Linked DNA regions of Mus musculus: region 2 is linked to region 1. The links are chromatin contacts, called in public promoter capture Hi-C maps. All regions are on one chromosome and are shown on one strand. The core of a region is the stretch at or near the end of the contact, and the rest is flanking DNA. Distances in the headings are between cores, read along the strand shown. Region 1 holds the start of Slc4a3 (solute carrier family 4 (anion exchanger), member 3). Region 2 overlaps Epha4 (Eph receptor A4).

Evidence for each region. Promoter capture Hi-C pulls out the DNA fragments that hold promoters and counts their contacts.
Region 2: a promoter capture Hi-C map of liver shows a contact between it and region 1, with 4 times the contacts expected there. The contact joins the enhancer-like site here to the promoter of Slc4a3 in region 1. A contact is called at or near these places in 4 of 39 promoter capture datasets (the 3T3-L1 cell line, hippocampal neurons and liver), 5 of 115 datasets of contacts at active chromatin or transcription factors (embryonic stem cells, neural tube and pancreatic cancer cells) and 1 of 9 other capture datasets (embryonic stem cells).

Annotation. Positions count from the first base shown.
Region 1 is chr1:75,542,416-75,549,764 of GRCm38.p6, forward strand. Slc4a3 (solute carrier family 4 (anion exchanger), member 3) reads left to right here and starts at 4,047. Exons shown (of 23, transcript NM_001357150.1): 1 at 4,047-4,198; 2 at 4,357-4,506; 3 at 4,818-4,983; 4 at 5,529-5,806; 5 at 5,901-6,016; 6 at 6,454-6,650. The coding sequence starts at 4,456. It also overlaps the pseudogene Gm15183.
Region 2 is chr1:77,465,148-77,472,496 of GRCm38.p6, forward strand. The region is part of intron 3 of Epha4 (Eph receptor A4); the gene reads right to left. Among named protein-coding and RNA genes, the nearest start is that of Mir6352, 28 kb to the right of the region's middle. Within about 2 kb of position 2,479, at least 12 of the 459 cell types and tissues checked have an H3K27ac peak or open chromatin away from gene starts, as enhancers often do. A contact at or near this core is called in liver and pancreatic cancer cells, where this site is marked.

The DNA of each region.
Region 1 (7,349 bases), core at 2,797-5,296:
CTGAGAGACTCAATATCCATGGTTCCGTGGCCAGGGCAACCTTTCAGGAGTTACTTAATAAAGGATGTGTCAAGCACTGAGTCCAAGTAATCTACAGCAGAAACAGAAAGGGTGGAGATGTCCCAGCTTCTGGTGAAGATGCACAAACAGATTCAACCAACTCTACTTTAAAATAAAACTCTGCTTTAAAAAAAAAGATTTATTTATTTTATGTATATGAGCAAACTGTAGCTGTCTTCAGATACACCAGAAGAGGGTGTCAGATATCATTACAGATGGTTGTGAGCCACCATGTGGTTGCTGGTATTTGAACTCAGGACCTTTGGAAGAACAGTCAGTGCTCTTAACTGTTGAGCCATCTCTCCAGCCCCAAAACTCTGTTTTAAGAAGAGTGAAGAATGTGGGTATGTGTATGGAGGGCTGAAGATAAGAGCACTTGTTGTTCTTATAGGCAACCTGAGTTTAGTTCCCAGAACCCACAGGCTCATAGCCATCCATTTTTACTTAGAGGTAGTATCCTCTGAGCATATCACTCACTCCTGAATTCAGAACTTGTACTAGAGACTTGACTATTGAAACTCAGGTCAGTGTCTTAACCTAGCTGCAAGGGAGTCAGGACATATGCATTTTTCTAGCTTCTACCTTGGCGAGAGAGAACTTCCATGAAGAGGTGTCACAGATTTAGGTTGCCATAGATGACAGATATGTTTTATACTGGACTAGCTTCTAACATGTTTAACCCCAAGATCAAGCCATTCTTGGGAATGGCTCTAAGAGAAATGTACTCTGTTGGCTCCTGGCTCAATTGTGAGGAACTGTGAAAATTGTACTTGTATCTCTAGCCAACTCTGGATGCCAAAATGGATCTTGCTCCCTGGACAGAGGACATGGGTTGTGGTGGCATTACATGTATCAAGAAGTCACTCTGGAGTATCAACATGCAGGTGAGAAGTCCAAATCAGACTTCATTATGAGGGAGAGTGAGTGGGGTAGCTCTTGTTTTGAACCTGTCTGTCACTGGTTTTGTCTGTCTTTGCTGTCACCATTTCTGTCAGCATTTAAGCATACATAGGCTTTGGAAGTGGTGGCCAACAAACACCAAAGTGGCCATCCATGATGCATGCATGGGTCATCCTTGTCACAGTAATAAAGTCCCTATCAGAACTCCCAATGGGTGACTGGCAGGTACAGGTATGCTGGAGGCAGAATGCTGGGAGAGCTGCAGGCGTAATGAAGGAATACATAATACATCGAATAGAACGAGCTAACAGGAAGCAAGTGATAGGCGAGCCAACACCACCTGCCCACCCTGCCGCAGAATGAGAGAGGAACGTGGGCTTCTAAAAACCCTCCCAGGGGGACGATTTACCTCATTATTCCAGAGACATGGATGATAAAAGTGAGATGCTTGTGGAGTCGAGGCTGAAGTTCCTGACTCCAGGTGGGATGAGGGTCTCCAAGGGACTAGTTTGGTGTTCCCTTCTAAGTGAGAGGAGAATCCATGTGCAACATCCATTCTGGATTGGGATCTCTAAGGGACAAGTTGTGTGTTATGTAACCCAGCACCCTAGGGCTCCCAGGTTGACAAAAACTTCTCAGGCTGTCTTGAGATAAGACTCCCTGATGGTTTTCCAGGCTGTGGGGGAGGGTCCAGCACTAAGATGTAGAGGACAGAAGGAAGGCGAAAGGGATCCTCCTAGGGTATTCCCAACAAGGGATGGCTCCATTAAGACTTAAGGCCGGGGCTAGAGAGATGGTTCAGTGGTTAAGAGCACTGACTGCTCTTCCAGAGGTCATGAGTTCAATTCCCAGCAACCACATGGTGGCTCACAACCATCTGTAATGGGATCTGATGCCCTCCTCTGGTGTGTCTGAAGGCAGTTACAGTGTACTTATAACAAACAAACAAACAAACAAACAAATCTTTTAAAAAATCCTAAGGCCAAGTTAGCTGGCTCAGGGTGAAGGACAGGGGCAACAGGTTACTTCACTGCGGCTGCTGCAATGAAGGGTAACAGAGAGAACAGCTTCACAGTGTCTGAAGTCAAGTATCTGCAGACACCAGTTCTTTCTGAAGATGCACAGGAAGGACCTGTTCCAGGCCTCTCCGTGTTTTGGAGTTTCCTTGGCTTGTGGTGGCATGCCGCCAGTCTTCACACAGTGTTCTTTCCATGTGTGTCTGTGTCCAAATCTCCCCTTTTTATAGACACACCATATCGGATAAGAAAGGAGAGCACCCCACTCCAGGATGCCCTTAACAACTACAATGGTCTTATTTCCAAATAAGGGCTCATTCTGAGGTCATGGACGTTGAGAATTCGCATGTGAGTTTCAGGGGACACAATTCAACGCCAGCCCATGGGCGTCATGGGCTTGGCTTTAGGAAAGCAACTCACATGTCCTGTTTCTGCATAGCTGACACCCAGTGCTGACATCTTTGTAAACACGGATGACTGTGAGAAGTCTGGAATAAATGGCCGGGGCTCAGACAGCCATCATCTGCAATCCACCAAGGATGCCCAAACTTGTGGGTAACCTTCTTCCTAGGTGAACCTCTATGGGGGATCACGCCTTCCTGCATCCCCATGTTCTCAGACAAAGGAATAATACTTCCCTAGGATGGTTAGTGTAAATTGTCAACGTGATGACATCTAGAATCACCTCAGAGGTGGGCCATGCCTATCTGGGATTCTCTGGATTGATATGGATAAACTGGCTTTTTGTTTGTTCCGTTGATAGGGTTTTGTTGTTGTTTTTTGAGACAGGGTTTTAATATGTAGCGCTGGCTGGCTGGAACTCAGTGTGTAGACCAGGTTTTGCCTTGAACCCCTAGAGACTACTCAGCCTTTTTCGTTTGTTTTTGTTTTTCGAGACAGGGTTTCTCTGTGTAGCCCTGGCTGTCCTGGAACTCACTCTGTAGACCAGGCTGGCCTCGAACTCAGAAATCCGCCTGCCTCTGCCTCCAAAGTGTGGATATTAAAGGCGTGTGCCACCACTGCCAGGCTCTCAGCCTTTTAAGCGATGGAATTAAAGCCGGGTACCTCCATGCCCAGCTCTCAGAAGATCCATCTTAGTTGTGGCAGGATCATTTCTCTGGCCTGGGGATCCTGAACTGTTTGAACTGATTGTAGATGGGATGCGACCAGCTGCTTCAAGCAATCCCCAGGGCTCTGTGTGTACACTCTTCCCTTGGGTAGGGCTGAGATCTCGCAGCGCAGGGGTCAGAGCAGCTTCTACTTTGTACATGCTTCTCTCCCCTCCTTCCCACCCCACCTTCTGCTGACCCCCAGTTCTTCTCCCTTTGTTTGTTCTAAGGTGTAGGGGTCTGGCTTAAACGGACTGTCATTCAGGGCTTTTATGAGCATGGGTTATTCTAGATGCCCAGTTTCAGAGACTCAGAGAACACTGGGGGTGGGGGGTGGGGGTGTCCAGGTGCCCTTTGCGAACATCTCTCTGACCTTGGAAAGTGAGATAGGTCCTCCACGGTTGGAGGAGCAGGGGCGGGATTCGGGTGGAGGAACAGTGAGAGCTTAGCCACAGGATTTTAGAGTGGTTGGCCCAATTGGAATGCCCCTGTTTCAGCTGCCTCTGGCTACTGATGGGTAGATAATGTGCCAAGGTCAAATGGTGGGTGGCGCCCAGCGCCAGAAGCCAGCCTTTGAAGGGCATCAGTTGAGCTGAGGCTGGAGGTGTTGAGGGCAATGGCTTTCAGGGGTCTCTGATCTCGTGTCCAAGCTGGAGAGGCTTGTATGTGCGAAGAGGGTCTCCTCCAGGGCTCCTGAGGGAAAGGGAGGGGTGGCTAAAAGCAAGGTGGAGGAGTGTGTTTGAGGGATTGTGGGAATTTAGGGCCGTGCACCCGCCCCTCCTCCCCCCCCCCCGCAATGCGTGGGGCGCCTGGAGAGGGGTCTTGCGGGCAGGTGGGATCCTGCGGGGACCCGAGCGCGGGGCCCACGCTGGCCTGGTCGGGGTAAGTCAGGGATCGTCCACTCCCATTGTGCGGCCGGGCGGCGGCGGGCTGGCACAGCCGAGCGCTAGGAGGTGGAGCCGTGGACTGCAGGCTCCGGCGCCTGCGTCCGCCTGGCCGGGCTCTGCGCGGCGAGAGGCCGGACGGGAACCCGGCAGCCGCGCCCCGGAGCTTGCGGGGAGGGACATGGGGCGCGGCGGCTCTCCCAAGCCCCGCAGGTTCCGGAGCCCGGAGGTACTTAAGGGCAAGGCGTGGGCGCCGGGCCGGGTAGGGACAGCGGACTAACATGGACCGGGTTGGGCCTCGGAAGGGAGAGCGGGCTGGGCACCGGGATGGAGCACCCCGGAGGGGGCCCACCAGCGCAATTTCTGACCCCGCCCTCCTTCCTCAAGGCTCCCCAAGAGGTCTCTGCAGCGCCCCCTTCTTCTCACCCAGGGTTTGGGTCCCATAGTGATTGAGAGACTCCTAAGTCTTCAGTCTTCAGCCCTGCCATGGCTAATGGGGTGATCCCGCCGCCCGGGGGCGCCTCCCCCCTACCCCAGGTGACTGATGCGTGGGGGTGGGGTGGGGGAGGAGGGGCAGGATGGGCGGGGTGTCCTCTGGATGACCCTGGGACCACCAGATCCAGATGTAGAGCTGTATTGGTAGTGTAGAGGAATAGGGGGTCTTCGGTATTTCATGCACTTGTGGCTGGTGCTCCCACAACCTGGGGGGAAGCCCTCAGAGGGTGTTTTGGGGATGTTGATGCAGGCAAGGGTGAAGGTGTTGGGAAGGCCCTTGAAGTATGGAGTTGGGGTTGGGTGGGGAGTGTTCATGAACTAGGGGTCCTTAGGAGAGGCTATCTGGCCTGCAGGTCCGGGTGCCCTTGGAGGAGCCCCCTCTGGGTCCAGATGTAGAAGAGGAAGATGATGACTTGGGCAAGACCTTGGCTGTGAGCAGGTTTGGGGACCTCATCAGCAAGACCCCGGCCTGGGACCCCGAGAAGCCTAGCCGCAGCTACAGCGAGCGGGACTTTGAGTGTGGGTAGCCTGGGGACCCCTAGCACCCCAGCCTTCACCACCATCACCTTCATCGCCACCATTACTGCGCTCACCTCCGGCTTGATCACTCAGTGTCATCCTGTGCTGGACGCTGTGCTGGGCCACCATGCCATGTTAAGTCATCCTGCCTCTCATACCATCATCACCTTGTTCACCTGTCAGGGGAGATGTAGGGGAGATGCGCCTGAGGTCTCTCTCAGTGACCTTCATCGTGCACTGGGTCCCACTCACCCTCTGCCCCACTGTGTTTCCTGATGTGTCTTCCCTCAGCTTCTCTCTTTCTTCGGTACCACATCTCCCGACTCCCCTTTGCGACTTTCTCTCTATGTCACTCTTGTCCCCACTCCACCTGGCCTCACCAATGACAGGAGCAGGGATGCATAGTTGGGAGGGGTGTCCTGGCTCTAGAAGAAAGACTGGGGGTGCCTTTGTTTTAGATCTCACGCTAGAATAAGGTGTGAACTCCTTGTGGGGGAAGCCCCACTCTGCTTCAGGGGTCTCAACCCACTCTCCTGCACCTCCAGTTCACCGGCACACATCCCACCACACCCATCACCCGCTCTCAGCCCGCCTGCCTCCACCCCACAAGCTTCGGCGACCGCCCCCCACCTCTGCTCGGCACACCAGGAGGAAGAGGAAGAAAGAGAAAACCTCTGCTCCCCCATCAGAAGGGACACCCCCTATCCAGGAGGAGGGGGGAGCTGGAGCAGAAGAGGAGGAGGAGGAAGAAGAGGAAGAAGAGGGAGAGTCTGAGGCAGAGCCTGTGGAGCCTCTACCCCCAGGTCCCCCACAGAAAGCAAAGGTAGGGTCTCCTCATGGACAGAGGGCTGGCTGGTCAAGACCTGATGTGACCGAGGTGGCTCCTGAGTGATGAGTCTGTCCATGTATGTCCACAGTTCTCCATTGGAAGTGATGAAGATGACAGCCCAGGCCTTCCTGTCAAGGCTCCCTGTGCCAAGGCCTTGCCTTCTGTGGGCCTGCAGTCTGACCAGAGCCCCCAGCGCTCCGGCAGGTACTAGTCCCAGCTCCCTGGACCCAGCCCTCACTGAGCAGAACCCACTGCAATCCAGAGCAGGTGGCCCAAGTCCCTGACACTTGCCTGATTCCTAACCCTGAGTAGTGTCTGTAGGTATGACCCGGAAAGCCGAGAGAGTGAGGAGAGTCTCATCCGACTCCATGGTTTACAAGTGGGAGGAGGGAGCAAGAGGGGAGAAGAGAGAGTAGAGCCAAGAGGCCAAGAGTCCTCTAGGCCTGAGGTGTTGGTGAAGAGAGAGGGGTACAGGTAGACAAGCTGAGCCAGCGAGTGGGAAGGAATGAGCATGCTGGGAAAGGAGGCCTCTGTATTCACTCTTGTTCTCGAGGCTGGGGAGGGGGGCGTGTATAAGAGCTCATTAGTTCAGCAGCTCCTTGCCTCTCTCCATCAAACCTAAAGCCTCATAACTTCCTCAGCTCCCCCAGTCCCCGGGCCCGGGCTTCCCGAATCTCCACAGAGAAGAGCCGGCCCTGGAGTCCATCAGCCAGCTATGACCTGCGGGAGCGATTGTGCCCAGGCAGTGCCCTGGGCAACCCTGGGCCAGAGCAGCGGGTGCCCACTGACGAGGCGGAGGCTCAAATGTTGGGTTCTGCCGATCTGGACGACATGAAGAGTGAGTGAGACCCCGTGGCGGGACCTTGAAGAGGGTGTCCCCACCTAGTCCTTTCCATAGTAGCCCCGTGGCAGAGAGAGCTTCATCTGACTAAGCCACCGCTCTTCCAGAGCTGTTTTCCTTAGTGTCACTCGGGAGTGCTCTCTGAGTCACCTATTGCATAAATCGACCCCCTTGGAGGAAGGCTCTCCTGAGATCTCTTCCTTTGTAAACGCCATGTTAACCCACCTGCCTGGAGGCTGAGGGCTGAGCTGCCATTCCTGGCCTCACCTCTTCCCAAGCCAGGCCTGCAGCTGCCCTCACTCCTTCCTACCACCCTTGCCCTGGCCTGGCTGTGATCTCGGCACATTCCTTCCATCTTATCAGTGCCTGGTTTTGGTGCCACCTGTCATCACCCACGGGGCTCTGTGCCCAGGCAAGGGGCATCGCTGGTCTCCTGCCCTCCTCCTCCTCCTAAGATTCACAGGGTGTGGGCGGGGGCAGAGGTGGGGGGAGTTAGGGCTTTGAGCTCAATACGTCATGGAAAGTTGCCAGGGCCTGAGGACAGGGACAGGAACAATCCGATGGTAGCGGCAGTGGGGGGTCATCGGGAGGGTGTATTTACAGATCTAGGGTGGGGGCTGATAACGACAGGATCAGACTTGGGGGACGAGGAGAATTGGAAGCAGGAAACCTTACCACATCCAGCTCTGTGTGGGC
Region 2 (7,349 bases), core at 1,229-3,728, 1.9 Mb after region 1:
ACAACACAAATACAATGCTCATAATTGAATTATTTTTAATTTGATCCTGTGGTGAATTCAGAAACTTCAGCACCGCGTGCGAGCCTCCCACGCGTCATAGAGATGCCAGCACCAGTGTAAGCAGTTCCTGGAGCTCTCCATGTCTCCTCTTTCATCATTACATTCAGTCCTCTACCCTGCTTCCTAATATGTATATGATGCATATGTATGTATGATGAATATGCACGTGTATAGCATATTTGCAAATATTAAAATCCCATTGGTTACATTGATGGAGTGAAAGGGGCCAGTGGAAACAAAGTGACTCACACACACAAAAATCCCAGGTGATGAGATACCCTGAGGGGTTAATACATTAATGACACCCCACCCCCGGCTCCAAATTTAGGTCATTTTAGCTAAATCACCTAAATAGCATGAGATTTGCAGAGGGCAATGCACTATTTATGGTGTGGCAGAACAGAGTTCAGATACAGATAGCCAAGGCTTCTAGTTCTTTCTACGTGCTACCTCCCACCCACCCCTGCCAGTGCAAGTCCTAGCACAGTAACTGCCCTAAGCAGCAGGGCACAATGCCCATTGCATTCTGACTAAGCAAACTCTGACGAAAGTGAAACTTTAGAAAGGGACGTCACTTAGCAGGCAATCGATCATAAGACAGGTGGATAATTAAATGTCCAACAGCCCAGTGTGTTGGTAGACTTCAATGCAAAGGAAGCTCAGGAAGAAGGGTACAAGGTGTGCCCACACAGCAAGACCTTGGTCTCAACCAAAACACAGCAGCAACAACAGCAAAAACCCAGCAGTTTGTGTCTCGTAACTCCTCCAGTGTCTTAAAGTTGAAATGAAGGAGTAGAAGCATGCAGGTAAACGCTGCTCTGCATTATGTCTTGGGGTTACGTTTAAGTTGTTAGAACTTACCAATATAAGCTTTATAACATGTCCTTTGTCCCTTAGTCTTTTAAACTTGATTCCCGGTCTCACTATGTAGCCCTGGCTGACATGATAACCACAGAAGCTATGGTTAGAAGTGTGTGTTACCTTGCCCATCGGACACCCACACACACTAGAAAAATGAGGGAGGACATTGGTACTCAGTGACCAGAATGTCCCAAATTCTTAACTATCTATGTAGAGTTTAGAGACCTTAATGACTTTGCTTAGGCCGGAAAGGTAATGTGTGGGTGGAAGGAGTCTCTTTATATCTCCAATGTTTATCCAGGTTACTAATCAACCAAGCTAAAAAAAACAAAAAAAACAAAAAACCCAAAAACCTTGATTGGTTCACATTTTATATCTACTGTTAATAATGAAAATGTACATCAGGTATATTTTCTAATAGAGATAATTTAAAGTTAAAATCTTCAAACAATGATCTTGTTGGTATTCTGGAGTCCAGACAGAATACCAACAGATCTTATTTTCAAAATCCCTCTATTCTCAAACATATGCCCTTCCTATTGTCTTATTTACCCGAGGGATGGTGATGGGAGGAGGATAAAGAGGCAAATTTTATAAATATGTTAGAGCCCTCAGAAGAGCCTGCCACTCTTCATTTGGTACTTGTCAAATTACACCCCATGATAGGAATTTGTTTCATAGAAGAATGTGATAAGAATTGCTGTAAATCAGGCCAATCTGTCAACTAAGTGGCCTCAAGGCAAAGCAGCTACAAGTCAACACCCCCAAAATGTGGGCACAGGGAGGACAGACGGCCTTTAGCGTGCAGGAAGCTGCCCATTTGGGCGAATGACATGGGCACTGGGCTCAATGGGTAACATACACGTGTAGTTAAAGGGTAATTTTATGATCTATGGATCTGAATATTAGAGATGAGGAGGAAAACAAGTTGCCTGATGCTCCCTGCTTGCTTCTCAGTTAGATAAGACAAGAGGTAAATCCCTTATTTGTGCGTGCGTGTGCGTGTGCGTGTGTGTGTGTGTGTGTGTTTGTGTGTGTGTTAGTTCCAGCGGCGGCAGGCTCCTGGTCCCACCAGTCCTGTGTTCCATCAGCAAAGATGGCCATGTTCAGTGGCCAGGCACACCTGAAATGAGTGATGGATGGGACTGCCATGTCAGAGCATCAGGACATGAAATGCAACCCTCAGCAGCGAAATGGGGTTCACTCACGCAAAGAATAATGGAAGGAAGGAAGGAAAAACAAAACAGCCACAAAGGACATACTTGATATGTACTCAAAATAGGTACTGGGTGTCAGCTTCCTTCACGATCCCAGTGCCCTCCACATCCAGTTACTGAGAGTCCTTGAGAAAAAGCCATTAAGAAAAAAGAATAAGGGTAAACACAAAAGATACCAGTCACTGTTGAGTCCCCTGAGGGGCTGGGCCTCCACAGTGGTAGGTCTCCTTTTGCAATTTCAAATTAGGCTTGGCTTTTTCCCATGGCATTGTCTAGGTAAGAAAACAGGTTCAGCAAAGATTCCAAGGAGTTAACTGGGCACAATGAGAGTCAGATTGAGGTTTAGCACATTCCAAAAATACGTATTACTAATGTTTGCAGATGGGTTATGGCTTGGCCTTTTTGCATACACAGTGACAATTATTAACATCCCTATGAGTAAGGAAAAAATATTACACCCAGCTTAAATTAAACTAAGGAAACTGAGGCAGGCCGAGTTTACCCATGGCCTGACTGTACATGGCAAAGGAGTGTCAGACTTAGAACTGGAATTGTTCTAGAATGACAGGCACAGTACGTGCCTACCTCAACTCTTATGAGCTCAGAACATAATGGAGTCTAACTATGATCAAGAAAAACATTCACACATGCACTTAAAAATCACAACCAGGAGAGTCCGTGTTTTTAGAATGGCATGAGAGAATAAAAGCATAATGTACAAACTAAATTCAACTCTCCCACATCTTCCGTCTTCTGTTTCACTATCAAGTCCTCCCTTAAAGTGACTTGTATCTTTAACATACGCATGCATGTGCCCCTCTGCCCATTCCCCTGACTAGCATCTGTGTAGATGGGTCTCTTTGCCCAGTCTGTCACTGGAAAGCATTAGAAGCAATGGGCAAAAGGAGGGATTAATATGGAATGGCCGAAAGGCACATAGCTCACAAGGCTTACAAAACTTCATAATTGCCTGGCTTAGGACAATCATTTAGCCCCACAGGAGAAGATGCCTAAGATGCTCACGCTCATCCCTCATCCCTAAGAGCTCATCCCTAAGAGCTCATCCCTCATCCCTCCTAGCTCACTCATCCCTCATCCCTCCTAGCTCACTCATCCCTCATCCCTCCTAGCTCACTCATCCCTCATCCCTCCTAGCTCATCCCTCAGCCCTCCTAGCTCATCCCTCATCCCTCCTAGCTCATCCCTCATCCCTAAGAGCTCATCCCTCATCCCTAAGAGCTCATCCCTCATCCCTCCTAGCTCATCCCTCATCCCTCCTAGCTCATCCCTCAGTCCTCCTAGCTCATCCCTCATCCCTCCTAGCTCATCCCTCATCCCTAGGTCTGAGGGCTCCCAGCAAGGGAGAGCCACCTGTATTCAGAATTGCAGATACTTAGGTGAAATCTCTGTGACTTCTTAGGGCATCTTCTCAGATCCTTTAAAGGACTTAACACAAAATTGGCAAGGATCTGTCTCTAGCCTATCAGTGGCCTATATTTATCTCACCATTGCTCTGAGGTAAACATTATTGCTATTTCCAGTTTTGAAAAGGAAGTTGAGATGCAAAAAGATTTGGGGACTTAACCCTCATTAACCAAGAAGACAGTTTACACTGAGACAATCTGGCCCGAGGAGTTTCCTGATAATGCTCTGAAGGCCCCTCCCTTTCATACTTCCCCAATTCCTGAAGCTCAGTAGCAGAGACAAAGACATTCTTTCATATATTAAAGGTGTTCTTTCTCAGGCCCCACCCCTCGAGTGCTCCCTCCCCCGCCCCCTGCACTTATAGCAGGTGAACCTTATCTGTTCTTTAAGGCACTACTATGCTAGTCCAGGTCCCTCCTGTGTAAATGCATGGAGATTCCTGATAGGAGAGACGTGTAATTCACAGCCAGGCTCTGATAAGAGTCTCTCAGGTAAGAGAGCAAACATATTAGCTTTACTGAAGAATGTACTCCAAGGTTCAAAATACACAGACAGAAAAGAAAGAGCGGCCACATCAAAACAAATACCTGCCTTGCTGGTAGAAAACGCTCCTGCACAAACAACCCTAGTTGCATGCTGGATACATTAACCATCAGAAGGATCAAAAACAACAACAACCAAAATTCCCCAGCCACTGAAACTTTTTCTCTATTCACCCACAGAAGACTCCGAGCCCCCTCTTGCTCACCCACATAGGACTCCCAGCCACCCCTTGCTTAACTTATCCTGGCTCCCTTTGAATCCAGGAAGAGGCCAGGCCCAGTTGGAACACCTCTTCCATTAGAGCATTACCTACTCCTACATAGTTTGCTTGCAAAGCATTCTCCTAACCGGCTCTCAGTTAATGAACTGAATCATCAAAAAAACCCCAGGAGAGTAGGAGTTCTCCCATTTTCCAGATGGAGAAATTGAGTTTCAGGAAAGTTACCAATAGCAGAAGGAGGTAATTAATCTGTCAGTATCTAGTCCAGTGCAGCTCTGGGACTCCATACCCCCTACATCACCATGACTTCCCCACCCTTCTGAGTCCCATGGTCTTCTGTTCTGTCACCAAATATTCTACATCTCAGAATTTAAATATTCTCCAAATGCTCCTGAAAATAAAGGCATGCTTTGTGCCTCTACCTGCTATGCACTTCTGATACAAGCAGATAAAAATCAAATTAGCATTTGGAGTCTCGGAACAATTAAGAGCATGTGTCCCTAAAAGAATAATCCATCCACATGCCTCAAGACCTCTTTTTCCCCCTTCAAAAAGAAAGAAAAAGAAATCACCTCTAACAATACATATAATATAATAATATACTAGTGGTTCTCTCTGAAAGCAGGATTGCATGTGATTTCCTTCAAGGCAATATTCTATACTTCCTAAATGTCTATAATTAACATATATTACACTGTTTGACATCAGTGGGAAAAAAATGATTTTTAAAAATGTTAAGCAATGAAAGCCCTTGGAAAATGTCATGTCCCTCGGGGAAGGAGCAGGGGTGGGGAGACCCCCTATGGAGAGGGCTGACCCTGCCAGTCCTGGGGAGGGCTGCAGTGGGGGGGGGGTGGGTAATGCTGGTGGGGAACTGAGTAGGTGACTGCTTCTCATGCAGGAGGAGGAACGGTGACTGTTGGAAAACAGCCACCATTTAGGGGCCACTGCCCTTCCCGCACCCAACATGCCAGACTGGTACCATGCAGAATGCCAAATTCAAAGCTTGGCTGGATCTGGGCAGAGTGGGTGCAACTCAAAACTGCACCAGACCTAATTGGTAAAGCCAACATTTTGTAGGGTAGCAAATCTGACTCCAGTTCACAGATCATGACACGGGAAGCCCGGGACTTAACAACAAAACTGTGGATGCTGCAGCTTACTGCCAACATCCCACTGGCCTTAGGACATGACACAGGATATCAAACTCCAACCCCAATGCTGCAGAGCCTCCCAGTGCCTCATCGTGGATGGACGGTATAGACACAGACCAGCTTCTCCCCTACTTTTCTTCACATAAAGGCATAAACACTGGTGATCAATCAAGATGGTATTTTAATATGGATACCGTTTTCATACCAGAAAACTTGACTTTACACTCAATGACAAGAAAGAAAACTCCAACTCAGAATGCAAAATTGTTCAGTGTTCTGTGAACTGAGTCTCAAAATGATAGATACACAAAGGAAACAGCCCATTGGGGTTATAAACCATAAATACTCATGGGGGTTCAATTTCATGATGTTCCTTGGGCAGAAGGGGATTGTTGTACACAAACAATTAGTACAACAAGATTTGAATATTCTTTCTCAAAAAAAAAACAAAAAACAAAAAACAAAAGAAAACACTTTGGTACAAAGCCTGAACTTCTTCTTTCCTATACGGGTACATGTCTATACAAGTCACAATCAGCTGCTCTTTGTTAGCAAGGCTCTGTATAAACATTAAGGCGAGCAGACTGACTCATGCCTGGGAACAGGAAGAGAAAGGATGGGAGCTCGCTGTTAACTTTCATCTGTAGTCATGTTCAGCATTATCCATTCCAGAGGGGGTGGCAGTTAACATCTGTAACGTGAAACACGTGAGTGTGTGCCAAGAAGCAAATTCTAGAGCAAAACAGCATCAATACACAGTTCTCTGAAGGGACTTAGAGAGATAGGGGTCACAGGTTCTCTGTCCTGTTCTAAGTCCCTAGTAGTATGTGTGGGGTATGTCAATTATCGTTCTCAGAGTCTGAACGGCTGGGCTAAGTGTTAGGCTTGGAATTGGTAACTGGGGGCTACAGGCTTTGTGTATGTGTGATCTGGGAATTAGGAACACAGGGATGGACGTCTGTTCTGCAGCTTCTCAGGCCGATCTGGGCATCTGCCTCAGCCAAGAGAATGAAGAATTATAGCAGCCCATGTGGTCTGCAGTGCATTCCTGAATCTCCAAACAAACCAGAGACCCAGATTCCAACTCTCCACTGTACAGTGGGCGGGTATGATTATTTGGTTGTTGTTACTTAATTCCCTTACATTTTTAAATTCTTATACATTCATGTAAAATGTCAAAACTGTACATATGTCAGATGTAATGGCCCATGCCTTTAATTAATCCCAGCACTTGGGGAGCAGAGACAGGACAATCTCTGAGTTCAAGACCAGCTTGGTCTAAAAAGTAAGCTGTCCAGACAGCCAGAACTACATAAAAAGACTATCAAAAATAAGACAACCTACCCCCCCAAAACCCTCAAGACTGTACAGATTCATGGGATCTAAGTGTGATGCTTGTAAGTCCCACTCCTTCTTGCTCCAAGTACTCAGAAAGTGCATGTATAATTAGGAGCCACTAAAGACAGCTTAAGATCTGAGTTTGAAGCTAGCCTGGTCTACATAGTGAATTCCAGGACAGCCAGGTCTATACAGAAAAACCCTGTCTCAAGGAAGAGAGGAAGGAGGGAGGGAAGGGAAGGAAGGGAGGGAAGGGAAGGAAGGGAAGGAAGGGAAGGAAGGGAAGGGAAGGAAGGGAAGGGTGAACATCCTACACAATGGGTCATTTGGTGAGGTCCAGGATCAGCTCCATGTACCCAGTCACCATCAAGTTCAGAAAAGAATCACAGTACTTGATCACAGCAAACACACCAAAACCACAAAGCCCCACAGTACTGAAAGTGGGAAGGCAATGTTAAGTTTCTGTGGGAGGAATTCTACACACTAGCCAGAAAAATTGCTTACACCTGAGGTTTATAGTTCTACAAGATA